2 separate regions of the Mus musculus genome follow, and region 1 is linked to region 2. A link is a contact called in public targeted proximity ligation data. All regions are on one chromosome and are shown on one strand. The core of a region is the stretch at or near the end of the contact, and the rest is flanking DNA. Distances in the headings are between cores, read along the strand shown.

Evidence for each region.
Region 1: a targeted proximity ligation map of CD8 T cells shows a contact between it and region 2, with 8 read pairs. A contact is called at or near these places in 7 of 484 Hi-C or Micro-C datasets (CD4 T cells, CD8 T cells, granulocyte-monocyte progenitors and 3 more) and 3 of 130 datasets of targeted methods (CD8 T cells, effector CD8 T cells and memory CD8 T cells).

What each region holds. Positions count from the first base shown.
Region 1 is chr19:31,335,705-31,341,455 of GRCm38.p6, forward strand. All of the region lies in intron 2 of Prkg1 (protein kinase, cGMP-dependent, type I), which reads right to left. Among named protein-coding and RNA genes, the nearest start is that of 8430431K14Rik, 120 kb to the left of the region's middle.
Region 2 is chr19:31,198,112-31,203,229 of GRCm38.p6, forward strand. The region is part of intron 3 of Prkg1 (protein kinase, cGMP-dependent, type I); the gene reads right to left. Among named protein-coding and RNA genes, the nearest start is that of 8430431K14Rik, 16 kb to the right of the region's middle.

The DNA.
Region 1 (5,751 bases), core at 1,092-3,591, 140 kb after region 2:
GAAGAAACTGCATTTGTATGTTCTGTTGTTGACTATGATTTCTTTGGTGGCTTTCTTTGGTTAATTTAGTGATTTCTTCCTTAAAATATAAATGGTTCTATTTAGTCTTTACAAAATTCAATTTACCTTTTTACTCATTGTTGCTATGTAAGAATAGTCTAATGGTCAAGTAATTGATCAGGATTTATAGCCAAACATGATAGGCTATGAAGCTTGCACCTTCTGCAGAGACTCTCTTTAGGGCTAGGAAACATATTCAAAGTCCAGGCAGTTTACATTTCTCCCAACCTTAACAAATATTCTAGATGCTGTTGTGTATCTTTTCCATTTGGTATATAGATTCATGCTCAGCCAGGATGCATGGATAACAGAGACTCTCTATAGCTTCTACCTATATGTGTAAATTTGTATATGTATACAGACTTTAGTCCTACAGGGATATATGAGACTTTACCCAAGGCACACCCTAGAGCTGTCTTGCTCACTAGATTTCCCTGTTAGTAATTTTGGCCAATCTGCCATTCCTTTGGTCGTTGTAGCCAGGACCACAATGCCAAGATAGCTGCAGTGTTAGCTTTGTTTGTCACCAAGATTGATGTTCTGTCTGAAAATGTTCTGAGGCAAAGGGAGTTTTGCACTTCGTTTTTCAAATCAAATCAGGCCTCTCTAGCAACTAGATCCTGGCTTTCATGGTATGCTGTGTCCCCATGGAATTAATCCCCTTATAGTATCTGGAAAAGATGAGACCAACACAGGGATACATGCTACAGGGTCCTGCTGCTGCAACTGAAGGGTCAGTACTTTTAATAAAAGCCTCTCAAACTGTCATCTACCGTTAGGCAATTTCCAGATTCTCAATGTGGTAGTTCAGCCAAATATCTGGGCTCCTGCCAACCATGACAGACTTTGGAATAGAGCACTTGTTAAGTTCCTCACTCTCTATCCTAGAAATCTCGGTATCTCTTTTAAAAATACTTTCATCAGGAATTAGTGACACCATTAATATATTCAGCTTTCTAAGGAGCTAAACTTTTGCATCAAAATGAGCTGCTGGATCTAGGGATACGATGGACTCTTGGGGATTTCTTCAGGCTGACAGGAGTGAAGATGCTCTAAAAATTGCCCCAGTTAATGAGAATCTTCTACAAGTTTCAAAAAAGTAGGGAACAAAAGTGTGAATTTAAGCACTTTAAGGGTGCATGGGAAATGGAAGGCTATTCAAATTTAGTTCCAGCATCCATTTTCAATTTACTGACCCCTCCTATGGTGCAGGTGTCCTTAGTGGCTGTCTCTGCATCTACTGGGCTCTGCCTACCCACCGATGGAACTCTCCTCATCTTCAGTCTCCTCCACAGACTCCACCAACTCATAAATCCACTCACTCACCATCTATTTACTGTTTTCTCTTTATGCCTGTCTAACTCTTTCCCACCTGGTATCTGAGACATTCTTCGCACTGCTCACTCCGGCTCCTCAGGAAGGAGGGAATGATTAAGTCTCCTGTATGACAGCATTCTTTAAAATTTAATGTGCATATCAATCACCCCAGAATCTTTGTAAAATGAAAACTTTTGAGGCTGAAAGTCTGGGGGTAGATAGGAAGTCTCACAGGTGGCACTGATAACGCTCGGGGCGGGGGGGGGGGGGGGGGGCGGAGGGCGGGGAGACTCATACTTTTGGTAGCAAAGTGTTTACTCAACACCTAGAAGAGAATTTAGCATTTGCTACTGGTGCCCTTCCGGTTTCACGCTGCCGTTGGGTGCAGGGTTTTGCATTATAGTGGAGTGGTAGTTTGAGCCACAGGGCTCTATGGTATATAATGTGGCAATTTCTGCTTTAAGACAACCTCAGAGGGAACACCAGTGGTGGCAACAACTCTAAGCAGTGTGTCTGGAAGAATTGGAATGATTTTATTTTTGTTTACACTAAATGGCAAGTTTTTGGTTTTGCTGTTCTCCACATCTCCCCAAATAGCAGGATTTCCTGAGGAAGACTGTGGGCTATGTGGTATGTGGTTACCTTTCAGATAGATACATTACACATAGCTGTATGTTCACATTCTCTCTCTCTCTCTCTCTCTCTCTCTCTCTCTCTCTCTCTCCCCCAAACTCTCATTTCCATTTGCTTTTATTTTGCATCTTAACTTCCTATGAAAAAATTATAGATCAACAAATCCATTTATTCCTCGTTATAATATTATAATAACCATAGAGAAACACACAAGAATATCTTGAAATCCATAGCGCCTAACGATGAAACAGGAACACAGATGCACGTGAGCCAAGTGAGGTTTCACTCATGGCCAACGAACCAGAGAACAACCACAAGTTGAAGCAAGACAGGAAGAGATTAGTAAGAGTAACAGGAAATAGAGAACAGGGGAAGAAGGAGCTCAGGGGCTGACCTTCTAGAGGCTTCTTCACTCTTGTCTGCCGCCTGTTTTCCACCTTGCATTTTAATACTTACTTAGAATAAGAAAATACAAAATAAATCTCCTGACAGAGGATGATTAAGGTAGATAATACACACACACACATATGACGCCTTTCTTATTTGCATGGGCATTCATACCGGCATATTTGTCTTTTAGGAATGGAAATGGATTTGCGACCTCACCTCTATTTTGTCTATTTAATTGGTAATCAGATCTCTATGTTTTTTTAAGCTAATTAAATCAACTCCCTTGTATAATATTCGACACATACTCTCATGTCTATTCCTCTATCCATCTGAATGTCTGTCACTATGGTTCCTAATGACCTTTCATCTTTCAAATTGATTAGCTTCATAAGGACAGTCAATGATAGTCCACACATTGTACCACTGTGCAGAGAACAGAGCTTATTGTTATTCACCTGCACGTCCCTGGAGTCTAGTGTGGGGCTCAGCAACACACCTCACATAGCTGTGCGGCTCTGGCTCCTCAGCCTTTCATTCATTAATAAACAAAGAGCCTAGCCAAGATGATTCCCAGCTTTCTTTCCCATCCTCATTACCTTTAAAAGGAGGATTTATCTCGAAGGTTGAAGTAAATTGAGAATCATCCATTGAATCACTACCCACAAACACATCCAGCTGAAGTGACATTTTCCGTTGGCTTAGGGATGCAAGACTAGTCCACATGGTAAGCATTTCCTTTGAAACTTCAAAGCCAGAGAAGCACACACCCTGGCTATGTCCCTTGATCAGCAGGTATAAGGCTGGCATGTTTTCTTTTGAATCCAGGAAGTATTGGGAACCACACTGGGCCTGGCAGAGGCTGAAACTAGCTCAGGCCTGGTTGTAATCATTTACAGCTGCTTCCCAGTCTGTTGTCATCCTATCAGATTCTAATGAACCTCAAGCTAGGCCTACCTGCTGTGACTTCTGAAAGGGGTGGAGGCAGCAGGCTCTCTATTAGATCAGCCTCTGAGTTAGTAAATGGAAATATTGTTGCTGAAGTGCACCTATCACTTACCTAACAGTAACAACTAAGGCAAACCTCTCCCACCATGTCAACTGGCTTGATTACAGGGCACCATCGATCTCATTGAGATAGCTACAAAAGGCACCAGACAGCAGGGCTGTATTTTATTATTATTATTTTTTTTTTTTTTTGCGTATAACTTTGATTACAATAGTCTTAGGCTTGAGTGTAAGTTTTGTTTGTTTGTCTTTGTTTCTTTCCAAACTGGAGCAATTTAATTCAACACCATCTATAAGGGCAAAAATTAAAAAATATCTGAGTTTCAGGATACTTAAGAAAGTTGGGGAGCAGGGGGAGGGGATAGGGGATTTTCGGAGGGGAAACTAGGAAAGGGGATAACATTTGAAATGTAAATAAGGAAAATATCTAATAAAATTAAAATAAAAAAGAAATTAATATAATAAATCAAAGGAAAATGTCTAAACTTTCAGATGTAACCATAAATCCTCACACAATTACGGTAGTTAAACACCAAAGAAATTAACACCTATAAGATAGTTTTTCACAAATGCAAGAAGCACAGCATCTTAAAAATATATGGCATACAGCAGGTACCAGACAAAATGTTGATGAGAGAAAGAGAAAGGAGATGTAGAAGGAGGAAGAGAAGAGGAAAGAGAGGAAAGAAGGAAGGGAGGAGAGGAGGGAGGGGAGGGAGGGGAGGAAGGGGAGGGAGGGGAGGGAGGGAAGGAAGGAGGCAGCGAAGTCTGTTCAGTTATTTTAGAATATTAAAGAACTGACCATAATATAAAAGAATCACTTAAAAAATATAAGTAGAATATTAATCAACAAGGAATTCATTTTAAGTTGAATCTAATTCATTTTAAACTATCTGTCTGTTTATCTATCTATCTAACAGAAAAGAGGAAATGTTAAAAAGGAAATTAATCTTTGATTTTGTTGGAGGTATTTGTTTGCCACTGTGACTAGACTACTGAATGGGACTGGAGGAGGAGGAGGAAGAGGAAGGAGAAGGGAGAGGAGAAGGAGGAGGATGAGAAGACAGAGGAGGAGGGAGAGGAGGAGAAAGAAGAGAAGAAGGATATGGTGGTGGTAGTGGTGAAGGTGTCCTGTAAGATAGTGGCTCAGTCTGTAAAGGTAGGTGATTGCCACCAATCCTGAGGACCTGAGTTCAATACCCAGGACTCTCATGGTAGAACAAAAGAACCAACTCCCATAAACTGTCCTTGAATCTCCATACATGTGTCATGGCAGGTACACTCCCTGGCACACATTAAATAAATAAATAAATAAATAAATAAATAAATAAATAAATGTAAACTTTTAAATAAAGAGAAAAATATGCATCCGAAAGCCCATTTGAAATCAAAACACAGTGATGTGTCTGGTGAAACATGGATTTTTAAAAATCAGTTATTATTGTCAGTAAGATCTTCTTGATGCCTGTTTGTCCAACAATTCTTTTCACGTAAACATTTTGTGGATAATGACAAAGAGCATTCCTGTACCCAGTAAATGCAACCCTGAATCTAATGAACACCATGTTTCAAAGTGGCCATGCTACAAGGTAGTTTCATGTTACAAGTGAAATTACTTTAACATAGATAGGTATATTAGAATTGTAGTGCCATACATAGTTGCCTCTTCTTTAACAAAAGTTCTTTGGAAAATGTTATAAAGAAATAGTCAATCATGAATTAGACAAAGATAATAAAATACATGTGTGAAGATGTGTCATGCGTCTATCAATCTCCATGTCTGTGCATAAATAAAATGAGCAATGTTCTGGAGGCTGAAATGAAACTAAGCTTCTCTGTGGATGAGGCATAGCTACAGGACTTCATCAGGAGCTTGCCCCTCTGTCCTCAGGCTCTTCAACAGGAGGAGGCAGACTCTATTCCTTCTAAGGTATGGAGGCCTCAAATATATAAAATATATTTTAAAATTTGCACACCATAGTAGTACAGCAAAACGGGTCTGTGTAACAGTCCAGACTCTGGACAGATGCCAGGTTCCAAACAGTACAAACACAACACAGTCATATAATTTAATATGATGACCCTAGTGCAGTTTATATTCTATTCTTACACTGAGAAACTCTTGCTGCTTTATATCCAGCATCTGCTTTGGATCAACTACTATAAATCAAAAATAGTTACAGAATATTAACCATCCCAATGACCTCTGTAAACTATGCCCTAAAATATTCTTAGTCCTTGAGAGAAATTCTCAGGAGGATTAGGATAAAGCTCTTTAGTGATTATAATATGGACATTGCTAGAGGGATATGACCCAGTGTTAATTTTTGCTCATGTTCAGGTATA
Region 2 (5,118 bases), core at 485-2,984:
TTTTATTATGGGGGAGCAAAACTTAGCTAAGAGAGTGTTAGGTGTGTGTATGGGGGTGGGGTGGGGTGGGGTAGACAGACAGCTGATTCACAGATCCTCCTATGGATGGAGTCTAAACAGAGTGAAACTCTGAGAGAGTTTTATGTGGCCACTAAGGTTTGGTCCTATTTGATTGATTTTTCTTTCTTATTTCTCCACCTGACAAATAAAGGCTGAATTAAGAGAGTGTTTACTGTTAGCCTGGATGCAGTAGAAGATAGCAACTAAGAAAAAAGTCAAGCACAGATGGTTAAAAGTAGGTCTACTGTGGAAGGTGACAGGCCTCGCACCAGGTCCAGTGAGGTAAGCAAGTATGGCGCTGCCAGGTCTTGCCCTTCTCCCTGATGCCCTCTGCCTTGCTAAAGACCACTAGATTACATTCCTAAAGCTAGCCACTCAAGTCTATTCCCTCACTTGGCCACTTCCTCCTCCTGAGGCTGACTATCAAGGTTCAGTTATCAAAGTGTTGAAGCCCGGCACACCCCTCCCCCCATTTGGCTCACCTAATTAATACGCCCAATTAAAATTAAACACCTCATCCTGACACGGGGTTTCCCCTTTAGCTTTATAAACCACCATTTTCCTATATGTCACATCTGTCTCCTCTCTAAGCAGAGGAAGTGCTTTGTCCATGTCTTTCCCCTCTCCCTTGTTCCCTTCCCCTTCTCCTTCATCCTCTGCTGCCTGTCTTTGTCTCTCATTCCCTGCACTCTGTCCCTCAGGGGCAGGGGAATCTCCTTCATGCTGAAAACTCACTGGGTCTTGGTGTTCTGGAGCCAATACTTTTCCTTTCAGAAAGGAATTCCATATTAGGGTAAAAGGAGACTTGAAGGAGAGTCTGTGGTTCCCATAGTGTGTCTCCCCTGGGAGAGGCAGGAAAGAGGACAGGATGGTGCAAAGCTCTCACAGTGAACATCTCAGTGAAGGCAGACTTTGATGAAGTCCCTCATTTTATCAACTATGAGAATTGCACCCTATTATGGGCTCTGCATTCTTCTTTCAGATAAAGCAGATCTGACTTCATGAATGGCCAGCTGACAAAAGGGCTTTCTGTTTAGGAATCTGCTGTGTCCTTCCCTCTGCAGCAACATCTTATGTGTAAAAATAATTTCACATGTGACAACTATGTACTCTATTCACACTACCCTGCAAAAGAGGAAAAAAAAAACAATTATAACTTTAAATGAATATAAAATTTGCCAGCTATGTCATTGCAGGTTGAAATCGTTTTCAAATCATATCAAAATAATAACAGATTTGATCCTGATTAACTTCTGAATTTTTGTGGCTGAGATCAGACTTTGGTGAGATTGGTGAGCTCAGTCTTATGAAACTGATCTCATAACTTAATGAGAAAGTATTCCGGTTTCTTGTTAAAAGTGAAAATAATACAAGTCTCAGCAAATCGCCCATCACAGTTCCCTCGCTACGGCTTCCTTCACGTTTAAAAGCAGCTGGTTTCCACTGCATCCCTCAAAAGCAGCCTCCCTTTCAGCTACAAGAGAGCAAGACGCAGGGAAGGGCTCTTTCCAGAGAAAGGATATTCTACCATAGTGGTGAGATATTTTCACAGTTCAGGAAATTGAGGTTAAGATTATCACGTGCTCTGTAAAAACTAAACAGTAAATTTGTAAAAGACACAGTGGGTCTGAAACCGTAAACCAACTGGATGTGTGTGTTGAAATTTGGTTGAATGCTGAATGTCACCGTTGCTGCCCTTGTTTAGAGATGTATGTGGCTTCTTCTCCTTTGTAATTTCCTTTCCACTGAGGAGACTGCTTTTAAAGCATTGCTTGCAGCATACCAGCTTGTAAAACACTAACAAAAAGACCATAGCAATCATGTAAATATCCCTCAGGAATTCTGAAATTAGCTATAACATCCAAGCCTAAGTAGAACTTGGTAATGTTTACAACTGTGTCTTTTTTCACCTTTGGTGGTTAAAAAAATAAAATCCTTCTACTAAAACCAAGATGTAAATCTTGCTATTGTTCCTGACCTCAGACAGAAGCCACCCAAACAAGTCAAATCAGAGATAGTAATTTTTGGCATTGACTTCAGGTCTGAATCAAAATCTCTCCCACCCCCAAATTTAAACTCAACAGGTTTTATTGTTTGTTTGTTTTTGTTTTTTAAATGTCTGGTACTAGAACTGACCAAAAATCACGGTCCTATTTCTCTTTTGGAAGCATTTAGAAATTTACATAAGAGTGTGACTGCACTCTGTCCTACTGCCTAATATTATGGTAAGCTGCTAAGTGCTTCTTGTCTTTCTCTATTCAAGAGAAAGAAAATCTAAAATGCTAAAGCAGTGACTGACAGCCCAGGCTCATGTTGATCCCAAACCACTGGCAACTGTCAAGGCGCTTCCACAGAAAGAGTTTCTATCTATTCTAAAACTGACACAGGTACGCATGCTGGTTCAGTGTTCATTGGGCATACACAGAAAGGCTTCTATCCAGTTCAGCTTGGACAGCAATCTGTCTATTGACAGAGAATGTTACCTGGGCAAAGATTAGAGACAGATTTTTTATGGGGCCAAAATTAGGTCCAGCTTGCAGAAGTGTTCTCTGTGTAAGCTGTATTAGCTTGATAGTAGAGCAGCCTCGGTTCCTAGCAGGAACTCTCGTTGAATCGTCAGGCATTCGCTGATTAAAAACATGTACCCGATTTGTTTGCAAAGGGACAATTACAATAATTTTATGAGAGAATTATAATGAATCAAAGTAAACCAATTTAAGCCAATCAAAGGGACAATTTACATATTATTCAGAGTTCAATAATAGCAATCCGCTTTTAGTGATTAAATACAATATGTATTAATTCTTATTTCTTCCATTCTTAGCATTTCAAAATATTCATCAAGAATTCAAAGCAATATGCATTAAATTACAGAGTAGTTAAGGATGTACTGGGTATCTTCTGGGCAGGGGAATATTTTTTCAAGGATGTTTGACATTCTTTGAAATTGTTTATCAGTAGGACAGGTAAAGATGCATAGGAATAACTTGTTTTAATCAAGCCAGGAGAGTGTTTCTACAAACTATGAGGCATGAGTGAGAGAATGGCTTTCAGAGGCTCTAGGAGAATCAGTTTTGAGACTACTATCAGATGAGATTGGGTATGTTATGGGTGCACATAAGAAGTGAGACAATTACCTATACTCTGAAAGAGTACTATCTTCACCTTCCTATTGTCAGGCCAGATAAAGGTATGTTTCCAGTTATAGTTTGAATAATTTCTCATTGGCTTGTTGCATGGGGACACAGATTCACAGTAGATTCTTGCTCACTCCAATCATAAAGAGAAGGACTCTGATAGAAAGAGGCTTAGTACATCGTGTAAGAACACACCCTGTTAGTTAGGCATTGCAATCATTAAAACACAGTGCACATTTTCCTAAGTTATATTCCTCATAGGAGTCATTGGGGAGGCAAAGTAAAATATAGTCAACTGGTCCCAGACCTGAGTTTCCGTATACTTTAGGAACAGTAGCCCACCAACTCCATTTCTAATACAATCATAGCTGATTGTGATGTTGCAGAAGTCTTCCATGAAACGAGAATTCTTTTTTTTAAAGATTTATTTATTTATTTAATGTATATGAGTACACTGTAGCTGTACAGATGGTTGTGAACCTTCATGTGGTTGCTGGGAATTGAATTTTAGGACCTCTGCTCACTCTGGTCAACCCCACTCACTCTGATCAGCCTTGCTCACTCTGGTCAGCTCTGATGGCTCTTGTCCAAAGATTTTATTTACTATTATACATAAGTACACTGTAGCTGACTTCAGACACACCAGAAGAGGGCATAAGATCTCATTACAGGTGGTTCTGAGCCACCATTCGGTTGCTGGGATTTGAACTCAGGACCTTTGGAAGGGCAGTCAATGCTCTCACCTGCTGAGTCAACTTTTCAGCCAAAAACGGGAATTCTTACTCTAGCTCATGGTAAGGCTCCTCTTTTTCACGTGTAAACAGTTGCCTTGAGGAGGTGGAGGGTGCCCTTTAGCATTAAAAACTTTCTAATTCCCTGACTCCAACTCACTGGCCAGACCTAGGAGACCCAAGGGGCACCATTCTCTGTGTGGTAGATCCCTCCAGTGTAGTCTGTAAAGAACAGAAAGCCACTTATTCTTCAAATGTGATTCCTCTTGAGTATTCCCCAAGAATGATCCTTAAATCACTTTAATATTTTAGCTTTCCCATTGATGGAAAGTCTCAACCTAAATGCATAATATCACATAGCACAGTTGTAGCTGAAATAATGATTTCTGACATAGCTGAGGACTTCCAGTTGGAAGGGCTGTCAGAAAAGTTTAGAAGAATATACTTCACCTAGGAAGGTACAAAAGAAAAGAAACAGAGGCCATCCATAAAGCAAATTGACTTTCTGAAAAAAAATTAATTTTGTGTGTTCAAATATGACAGTCATAAATGACTCTATGCTACTCTCTCACTTGGAAAAAAAATTCTAATCCTTGTCATAGATGTCTTTAAATTTCTCCTAAAGTGAACGACACCCCCAGAGGAACCACCCCTCCTCTCTTTCTCTCAAGCCCATTTTTATATCACATGTCGGTATTATTTTATAACTCCACAACACTTGGATATTCTGATCCTGCCTTTGCCAGCAACCTCTAAGCAGATAGCCAGGACAATGCACAGCAGTATTGAGAACACGTATTAGTATTTTAATCCCATGAGGTCAGAACACATGTGTAGTTCAATGTAGCATATTTTTGCCTGTCATTGAAGGATTCTTTCAATGGACTGTTTTCTTAAAAATGAAAGGAAAGATGCTTCTCGTAATTTTGCCAATAGCTGCTAACATTATTCACCGACTTCCACAGATCTGTTATATAAACTCGATACTCACAGCAACCATAATTATTTAAATGGTTGTTCTCTCCATTTCTAGGTGGAGGAAAGCAAGGTCAGTGACTCTACACAAACTTTCAAACCATCTGTGATGATAAATGATGGAGCCAAGGTCAAACCTGCAACGTCTTACCACAGAACTTCTTTGAGATCAGTGACATGTTCTCGAGTATAAGGTATTTAGGCACACACACATC